Linked DNA regions of Ovis aries: region 1 is linked to region 2. Evidence: chromatin contacts called from public Hi-C data. All regions are on one chromosome and are shown on one strand. The core of a region is the stretch at or near the end of the contact, and the rest is flanking DNA. Distances in the headings are between cores, read along the strand shown. Region 1 has its middle 9.9 kb from the start of SPEN. Region 2 overlaps ZBTB17 (zinc finger and BTB domain containing 17).

What was found. Hi-C and Micro-C count contacts between places; a contact is called where the count stands out from the background.
Region 1: a Hi-C map of hypothalamus shows a contact between it and region 2, with 1.9 times the contacts expected there. The contact joins two enhancer-like sites. A contact is called at or near these places in 2 of 16 Hi-C or Micro-C datasets (hypothalamus and skin fibroblasts).

The regions. Positions count from the first base shown.
Region 1 is chr12:51,047,446-51,052,176 of ARS-UI_Ramb_v3.0, reverse strand. It overlaps the pseudogene LOC101109110. Among named protein-coding and RNA genes, the nearest start is that of SPEN, 9.9 kb to the right of the region's middle. Within about 2 kb of position 2,811, at least 52 of the 54 cell types and tissues checked have an H3K27ac peak or open chromatin away from gene starts, as enhancers often do. A contact at or near this core is called in hypothalamus, where this site is marked.
Region 2 is chr12:50,938,517-50,943,296 of ARS-UI_Ramb_v3.0, reverse strand. ZBTB17 (zinc finger and BTB domain containing 17) reads right to left here. Exons shown (of 17, transcript XM_060396584.1): 2 at 1,273-4,780; 3 at 962-1,041. Among named protein-coding and RNA genes, the nearest start is that of ZBTB17, 19 kb to the right of the region's middle. Within about 2 kb of position 2,331, at least 18 of the 54 cell types and tissues checked have an H3K27ac peak or open chromatin away from gene starts, as enhancers often do. A contact at or near this core is called in hypothalamus, where this site is marked.

The DNA.
Region 1 (4,731 bases), core at 1,562-4,061, 110 kb before region 2:
CATATAGATATTACCTATGCTTAAGAAAATATGAATTGCAAACTCTTTTTGTACAAAAAGGATGTGCTTTTTGTGTTAAATGTAATAGCAAATGGGAAGTAAATACTCGTTTTATAAATTTAAAAAATTCTAGGTTATTAGAATTGTTTAAACAGATACTTCTGTATCTGTATAAAGTGAAAGAAAGGTTGTTCAATCGTTCTCTGAATTTCAACTGCTTGGCTGATTAGGGGTGTGATATTTTGTTTGCATTACTAGGATAGCACATTCTAATTCCCCAATAATACTAACAGTTTTATACTATTCAAATTTCGTTGTGCTTTCAAAAACAATACATTTTTAGTAAAGCAACTATTCTCCAATATAAAATAAAAAATATATTTCATAAGCTCTCACCATCAGAAGAACGTACACTATTGTGCTTTACAGAATCTTGGGTATTAAAAAAAATCAAAACTCTATGCAGTGGTTTTAGTCGTACTGAACCTGAAATAAAACTTGGACTTCAACACTCACTTCTCAGATGTTTCTTTCATCTGGAAGCCATCAAATACTGATCTATTCCTTCAACGACAAATATATTCTTTACATTTTCATCCATCATTATATATTAACCCCCCGGTTACTGAAACAGATAACCGCCTGTAATTATATGTAGTAGGGGGAAAAAAACCAGAAAACTACTGTATCTGTAACACCAAAAAAATTTTAGCCGGAAAGGCTGGCTAAATTATGAACACGTTACTGTACTCGTTTTTTTTTGAACTCATGCTACTGCGGGGGGTGGGTGGAAGATTGCACAAAATTAAACAGAAATACCTCGCGCAAAAAGCAAGTCGAGAAGACAAATTTAGTAGCATTACTCTTTAATTTCCTGACTTTGGTGATTTTGGATTCGCAAAGTTACGATCACAATGCCAAGATTAATATTTAAATATTTCCCTGGCTGTCAGGGAAACAGCTCTTTCAGAATTTGAAATCACACTTGAAGGTAAAAGAGATTTTATTGAGTCAATTTGTTATTTATGTATTCATAAGGGATTTTAAAAAATGGAATATATCCTCGACCGACAGAAATAAGCCATTCCAATCCATTGTTTCAGTTTATAGCTCAGATATAAATAAGGGGCTATAAAACCTGATCTGAAAATAGTTGCGCAGTGCGTGCTTCACAGGCAGCCAATGAAAAGCAACGTCTCGCTTCTGTGGCTGACAGCACTCCAAAGACACTACTTTTTTTTTTTTTTTTTTAAAGAGACCGACCTCTTTGTTACCCTGTCGTTTAGCACCTTTGTTGGGTCTCCCAGCTCCGCAGTTTAATTTCCATCTGCTGAACGCCACTGCGGTTCAAGGCACTGCATTCCAGCAGGCTTAGTGCTCCTAGCAGCACAAAGCTGCAGAAAGCGCCTTTACTCGCAAGGTGAAATGACAGCTTCCCACGCTCCAGTTCTGAGCACTGCCTCGTAAAACTGATCCTTTTCACATAGCAAGTGCTGGGGTGAGAGATCCCACTTTTCAAGGGTTTAGAGGGCAGGAAGCACTTGGGACTCCGTGTACGCCTCTCGATGCTTTTCAGAGGTTCACACGCCGCGTGCTCACCCGGCGCGTGTCCGGGGCGGGTCGCGACAGAGACTGAGCCCAGCCAGAAGAACTTAGGCGAAGAACAAAGGCGACCCGCCCGCCTTCGCTCCCAGGGGCAGCCCGGCGCGCGGTCGCCGGCCCCGCCCCCCACAGCCCTGCACCCGCGGCTGCGCGAAATGGCGGCCGAGCCACAAAATGGCAGCCAGGCCAGGCCCCGAGCTGGCGCTGGCGAATAAAAGGCGCCGCGGACCCCTCCCCCCAGCGCAACAATGCCAGCTCGAGCTTCCTCTTCATAGCAGTCCGGCCCGGCTCTCCTCAGGCACTGGCGCGCCTCCGTGGCTGCATGGAGACCCCCGCCAGCCTTCCACGCCGCCTCTCAAGTCCAAACGACGCGTCGCCTTTGTTTTTACAAACGGCCCCCTCTTCAGGAGGCTCTTACTGAAGGGGGTACAAACTGAAAAGAACTGAGCGTTGCACACCTGCAGGGCTACCCTTGCCTTCCCAGGACGCCCATTAAGCCGGGAGCGGGGCGGCGGGAGCACCTCATTCCTGGGGTCTCCACACTCGCAGCATTAGCTTCAGGTTGCCAAAGACAGGAAAGGGGGATCAAAGAGGCCTCCAAATTTGGGGAAATTAAGGAAATGGGGGGCAGAGCCGCAGACCAGTCCTTCGCCAGCCACGTCGAATCCCAACGAAGCGTCCACACCCCAGCAGAGTCCACACCCCAACGCGCAGCAAACAGCCGCCGGTGGCTCGTAGCGCGCGGGCATCTCCAGAGCCCCATGTCGGCTTTGGCTCCTCCACGCAAACATCCAGTGAGCGTTTTAGGCTTTTCACCACATTCCCCTCTGCTCTCTCCCTTCTCCCTGTGTTGAGGGGCCTGGGGGCTGGGCACGGGAAGAGGAAGGAGCAGCTGCTGTGGTCCCCATACTTTTTCCCCTGGCGTGAGGGTCTCGGTGGGCTTGGGCTTTGCTTTGGTCGTGGCTTGATAGATGGAGGCAGGGCGGTATCGGTGTACTTTGGGTTTTTCGTTTTTTCCGTCTCTCAAACGCTCGCTTCCCTGCGCTCCCCATCCCCCAGCTTCCTTTGAAGTGCATCTTTCCAGAAACTTCTCAGGGAAACTCAGCAAAACCCCGCAGGCTCCGAAATCGCCTCCCTCCAGGAGCATGCGCAACGCACTGGGCGGCAAGCTCCGTGCGCGCGTGTATGAGTGTGAGAGTGGTACGTGTGCGCGCGCGCGCTCGCCGTGCGAGGCGGGACGGTTCTCTCACAATGAAGGGAACAGGTTTTCTCCCCTCCCCCAACGGTCCGTCGTTGCGCAAGCGCGTTGAGCCAACTCCTCTGGCCTTTTGAGAGAAGTGGGGGGAGGGGCAGGCCCAAGGGTCTGGAGTCGCAGCTTCGCGCGCCTGCGCACTGTGCTGTCTTGGCCCGGCTTTTTCCGCGCAGCTTGTGGTAGCGTCTTTGATGTGAAGTGCGTTTGAGCACCTCAGTTGCGCCGTACTCACTGTGTCCTCTACTCCCACTCGCGGAAACTGTAGTCTCTTGAGGGGTTATTAATTACGTCCCGCGGGTTTCCTGGAGAATGGCCTTCCCTTTGTGTCTAAGGGCTAAGGTTGAACCGTATCTCGTTAGCCCCCTTCCACTCCTGCCTGCGCCAGGAATCGATGACTGGAAAGTGTTGGAGCCTTCTCCCAACTAGGGGAAACAGCTCTGATCAAAGGACCGGGTGACGGCCGCGCTGGCTTCCATCAGGCACTGCCTGAAGTTCTTGCTTACTAAATAAAGGTGTCCTTTATTTGGAACCCTGCGCTTGGTCCTCGACACCAGCCTCTGCTGGGGCTGGCAGCTGGACTAGTCCTCCGAGTGTGGATGCAGACAAAGAAAGGGCTTTGGCGTGCCGCTTTTGTCTCCATTTGCAGAATTGAGGTTAGAGCATGGTAACCATAGTAACCGCGTTTACTTTTTTTTTTTTAAGGTGCCTATTGTTTTGTTCTCTTTTCCTCTTCCTTTCGGAGTGTGGTGGAAATTATTACCAGGGTTGTAGGTTCTTAATCCGCCCGCTCCCTCACTCTCCAGCTCTTTACCTTGCCATGTATTCCACTTCCATTCAGCCTCATTTTTTGAAATCCAGTAGGTTCAGTAAGGTCCGCTTGGCAGGGCGTGGAGGCTTGCCACTTCTCCAGTCTGAGTTTTGTTTCCTTGCCACTCTTCTTTTGAAGTACACCACCGTCGCTTCCCTGGTGGACTAATTGTCTTTCTATATTCAGAGCCTCAGAGATGTTAAGGTTTAAAAGAGGGAATTTGCGAAAAAGGCACCTTGGGGGCTCCTACAGACTGATGTTGCAGTTGCAATTTTGTATTTTATGGTCTCCAGCACCTGCTAACTTCCCCGCAGGTGCTAGTGAGCCACTGACCACGCCGAGTCTGAGGTCAGTCCAGGTCATCGCTCTGGGCGGAGCCATTCAGTGGGTCCTAGTTCAGGGAGATCTTTTTTCCTGCTGGGAACTTTGAGTTGGTGCCAGATTCCTAACAGGAACTCTTAGCTGTCTTGAGGCTGTTGAAGTACTAGCAAGCAATCGAATTCTGCCCCTGATAACAAGGTTATACCGTCTTTTGAAGCTTGGAAAAGATGAGATCAATCGCAATAGTCCCTTGAATTTGCAGAATTTCTGGTAGAGATTATGTCAACAAATTATGGTTAATGAGAGTATTTAAAGGCAAAGTTCCTACAATAAGGATAGCACTACTAAATAAGGAAGAAAATTTTGAGTATGTACGTCGTGCAATTTTAGTTAGGCATAAAATCAAATTTCTTATGTGCTAATAATTAGAATCTTGAGAAACTGATCTCAACAAAAACGATGTATTTAAGTTGAAAACCATGGAGAACAAAAGTAACCAGGTTTAAACCCCACTTCTTTGGGTGAATTTTTTTAAGTGAAGGTTTTAGGCTTGGGTGTGTGTTTAAATTATCCTGTTTGGGGTGGGTAAAACACAAATTGCTTTTGTTAGTTCATCTCATTGTGCTCCTCCCACCAGCTAACAGTATGTAGTGAAATCTGTAGTTATGACTCTTGCTGGTTCTGTTTTCTTAGAAAAAGCATTTTAAGTTAATCTAGCATTTTCTAAGAGAGTTATTTTGAGGCAAAT
Region 2 (4,780 bases), core at 1,082-3,581:
GGAACCTCTGCTCTGAGACCTGGGTCTGCTCAGAGCTGCCCTAGGTGGTTCCTGGGCAGGCGAGGGTGACCCTGGGGTAGGGCGGTGGGGTGAGGGGGTGGCTCTCAGCCTCTAGGTTTCAGCAACCACAACCTGGCTCTGGTTTTCCCCCCATTACATCAGCCTCTCGGGGCTGAGTCACCATGCTGCAGCTCTGCAGCCACAGTGACCATGTATGGCTGGCTGGCTGTGATGAGACATGATGAAAGCCACGCCCCCTCGCACGTGGCTCAGCCGGCACAGATCCATCAGCTTTGAAGGATGCACAGCCCACCCACTCCACAGTGTCTGGAAACTTATCAAAAGTGGAGGGGTGTATTTGCTGAACTGGGACAAGTCACCAGGTAGGTGGGCACGGCTCCATCAAGTAAGGGGGGCCAGAAAGTGAAAACAGGCCGCGTGGCACAGGGTGCCAGCCCTGAGTCATAAGTTTAGAATTGCTGCTGCCGAAGACTTGAAAATCCCCCTTCCCTTCCCCTAGCATCCCCAGGACTGTCCTTTGGCCTCAGCTTCCCAGCCAGAGGGACAGCTTCCTGGACCACTGAGATAGAAATGGCTGTGACCCGAGGTTCTTATGTACAAGCAGGGAAGAGCTGGAAGCCAGCTCTGGAGCCGAGAGGTCAGACTCGAGGTGGCTGAACAATTTGCTGGGCAACAAACCAGCCGGCAGACCACGGCCCCAGGAGCAAAGGCTGCTACTGCCCGGGCTACCCCATAAAGGCCTTCAATCCCTGGGAAAAGTTCCCATTCATTCCCATTAGTGACCTACAGGGATGCAAGGGAGAAGTTTGGCTGCTCTGTTCCTGAGCAGGTCAAAGCTAAAACAGAGAAGTTTGGAGACATGGAAAAGAACCAGTGTCCAGCCTGTGGGCTAAACACACAGGCCGGGCACTTAGGCCAGGGACCTGAAGGGGGTACATACCAGGCAGGTGTAAATGGAACCAAAGGGGGGTGGCAAGGACAGGCCTGGGCCAAACCAACCTCTGAGCTGTCTTCTCCCTACTGTGGAAAAAGCCACACGAGCAGACAAATGTGCGCATGTGGGCGTGGGCAGCCCCTGAGTTCCAATCACCAGCTCACCCTCTTTGTCCTCGGGAGCCTCAGGTGAGACACCTCCCAAGTGCAGAGTGAAGGACCACAGGGGCCTCCTCGATGAGTTGCAGAATCTTCCCCTCAGAACTTTCCACTCAGACCCAAACCAGTCCCTCCTGGTGGGGAGCCTGGCTCTCTTACCTTCACTAGGAGCCGGGAGGAAGCACTTGCCAGGCTCAGAAAAGGAGTGCTGGCTGAACATGAGTTCCCTGCCTCCCACCCCCACACAAGAGGCAAAGAGTTGTTCTTATCCCCCTGGGCTGGAGCCAACTGAAAGCAGAACCCTCCAGCCAGAAAGCGATCTGACTTGTTAGGAAGATAAACGTGAGAAAAGACTCCTGGCCAACAGTGTGGAGAGACCAGCTGGCTTAAAGGTCAGGTGATTATTAGCCTTCCCTGGGTCCAGGTCTACAACAAGCCCTCAGGCTGTCACACTCCCTGAGGCTTCTAAGGGAAGGGGCTCGAAGCCCAGGACTCCTGGTGGGGGATGGCGGACAGTGGGGGGGGGCATAGGGTCGGGGAGCTTATGTCCAGAGGCCTTGGGGGAAGGTCCCCAGGAGAGGGTGCTCAGTGACCCAGTGGCTCCAGCACCCCCACACACACAGGAGCAGCTGTGTGCCCTGAGTAATGTTTTCCACCCAAAGCTAACCACAGCTTTCCGATGAGACATGCCCGCCCAGAAGTGGGCTCCTCCCCAGATGTGGGTGTCAGAACACGGAAGCCTTCTGGAATCCCTCTGAAGCCTCCAGAGCTGTTCCAACAAGAGAAACAGTCCTAAAAGATCATCTCTTCTGTCAAATAAAGAAAAGGATGGGAGAGAAACCAGGAGAGGGTAAGAGAGGAGAGAGCAGGGAAAGACAGGAGAAGCAGGGAAAGGAACTGGAAGGAAGGAAGGAAGGGAAAAGGAGAAAAAAGACCATCCCCACAGACAGACAGCAGTGCTTACACATATATGCTCACAAGCCCCATCTTGTGATTGGCCCCTGAGGGGCTTGCCAAGTGCCAAATGGTGTCACTTGTCAGCAGCACTGTGGGTTTCATAACTGCAAAGCCCCAGGGGCAGTCTTCCAGGCTCACCCACTCACCTCCTCCAGCCTGCTGCCTAAGAAAGCTCCCAGAGCCCCTTTCTCCCCTAGGCAGTGCCCAGAACCAGTGAGAGGCGTCCCCTCGGAGGGGCTGAGCTACAGCCAGGCAGCGCCCCACCTCCAGACTTAGGTGAACTGAGCGTGCAATGCTCCGACCGCCTCCTCTCTCATACTCTACAGCAGTGGGCCCCAACCGTTTTGGCACCAGGCACTGGTTTTCAAGGAGGACAATGTTTCCACAGCCGGGGCGTAGCGGGGGATGCAAGTGACTGACGCAGCTGTAAATACAGATGGAGCTTTGCTCACTACTGGTCACTCTCCAGCTGTGCAGCCCAGTTCCTAACAGGCCACAGACAGATACTGGTCTGTGGCCCAAGGGATGGGGACCCCTGCTCTACAGTGAAAGGAACCTATCAGGATCTGAGCAAGCTTAGAGGGGACCAGAAAGAGAGGTGAGTGCATGGGGCACACAGAGAGACCTGGGGGCTCCAGGGGCAGGCAGTGTGCTGGGAGCCAGGAATCCCGAGTCCATGTGAGCAGGGGGCACTATCTGAGGAGACTTTAAACACAAAGTAAGATCAGCAGCCAACCCACCTCTCATCGCCCATGACCGGGATCAAGTGCAGCTCCTCCAGCCCACCCGTACTATGTGGTGCCCTCTGCCAAACATCAGCACGCCTTCCTCCTCATTTCACCTCGCTTCAAGGGTGCTACACGTGGGCCTCAGTTAAAGCTGCTTCCAAGAAAGAGGAAACTCACACACAACAAAAATGCAGAGCCCACCAAACCCAAAGCCCTCATATTTCCGACCAACTCCTGCCTGCAAACAGGCAGCTTCTGTGATATTGCCATCTGCCCGGTCAATGGCCCTGACTGTTGGGGCAGACCGCGTTATCAGAGCTGGGATGCTCCCCAGAGGACGCGCAGCCTGGCTGGACAAGAGCCCTGGCCAGCCTCACAAGAAATTCATCTGGGAATGAAAACACGAGGGACCTGGGGAAGCCACGCAGCGTGGTTCCAAATGGGCAACACGGACACAGGCACAGCGGGCGCAGCCTCCATAGACAGCAGCCAGCAACCCCTCCCTCCAGCCATGCCTGCACGAGACTCCAGCCAAATCTGGGCGGCCAGCAGTGACACTGTGCCAGTCCCAGGCCTGGCCCTTAGGAGGTCTGGAAGATTCTTTTTGCTTGCTTGGAGCCCAGTCGCCTTGCTGTACAGATGCCCAGGTGCTCCTGCTGGGGACAGAAAACACACGGAGGGGCTCTGGAGGAGACACCGTTGTGCACAATGAAGAGCTGAGAGGCCCCTGCTGACAGCACCAGGGTGCCAGTCCAGCCACTGGCTGAATACTGGCACAGGAATGACCCCCAACACCTCGTGGAACAAAAACAACTGCCCAGTCAACCCATGAAACGAGAAGAAACAAAAAACTGCTGATGGTTCAAGCCACTAAGCATTGAGATGGTTGGCTGACAGCAAGAGAGAACTGATTCAGATGGTAAAACTGTAAAGAAAAGGGAATGATTCATGAAAAATTTCAGGGTAACAGTTCTCTCTGGATGGGAGGAGGCGCAATCAGGGGTGTTCTAAGATACTGGAAGCTCTCTGTTTCTTAATCTGGATTCACCTAGATTATATAAACGTGCATTTTGTATACTTTTATAAAGGAACATTTTTCAACATTTAACGATATCTGTAATAAGAAAGTAGTGAGATACAGGTGCCACACTCAGTCCCATGCAGAGACGGGGTCGTTTCCAACTGTGCCCCCAGCCACTCTGGCCTGGGCTACCCTGAGGAGGGGAAAGGGCCTCGAAGGCTGAAAGGAGCGCAGGGGATGCAGGGGGCCGATGGCACCAGAGAAAATACAATCCATCTCATTTGCCTTTCAGATCCAAAACGTGCAAAAAGACTGCTAAGGTGAGGAAGGTTTCTCACTGGGTCAGGAAAACCACGCTACTCAGTCCAGTGAAACCTGAATCCCAGACCCCCCACCCCCACCCTCGGTATCAACAAAACAGCATCTACAGAGTGTCCTCAACATGCCAAGCAGCATGGCACCAGGTGTGGCACAGTCCAATCACCTCAAAACTAAGAGCACTGCTACCCTGGGCTCCAAGTTCCACCCTGCTACCTCCAAGGGTAAGGACCTAAGAGGCAGTTCAGCACCATGTAGGCAGCAGAACCTCTGGGGTCAAGCCAAGCAGGGCCAAATCCAGGGCCCGCCACCCACCACACCAGCAGGTGACGACCTTCTCTTGCATACTGGAACCAATGGAACTACTTCCCATGTTTGTTATAGGATCCAATTAGGAAAGGTAAGCAAAGGGCCTGCCCAGTGCCTGGCACGTGGTAAGCACTCAGCAAATGATTGCTACCAGGAAACAGATGCAGACTATATATATTTTTAGGCCAAAGACCACATCAGATGATTTCCACATTATCTTTTCATGCTGGGCACCTCAAGTGTACTTGGTGACTTGAACCTTGTTTAGACGTTGTAATAATCTCATTACTCCTTCTAAATGTAATCCGGAAAAATCCCAGAGCCCAACTAACAT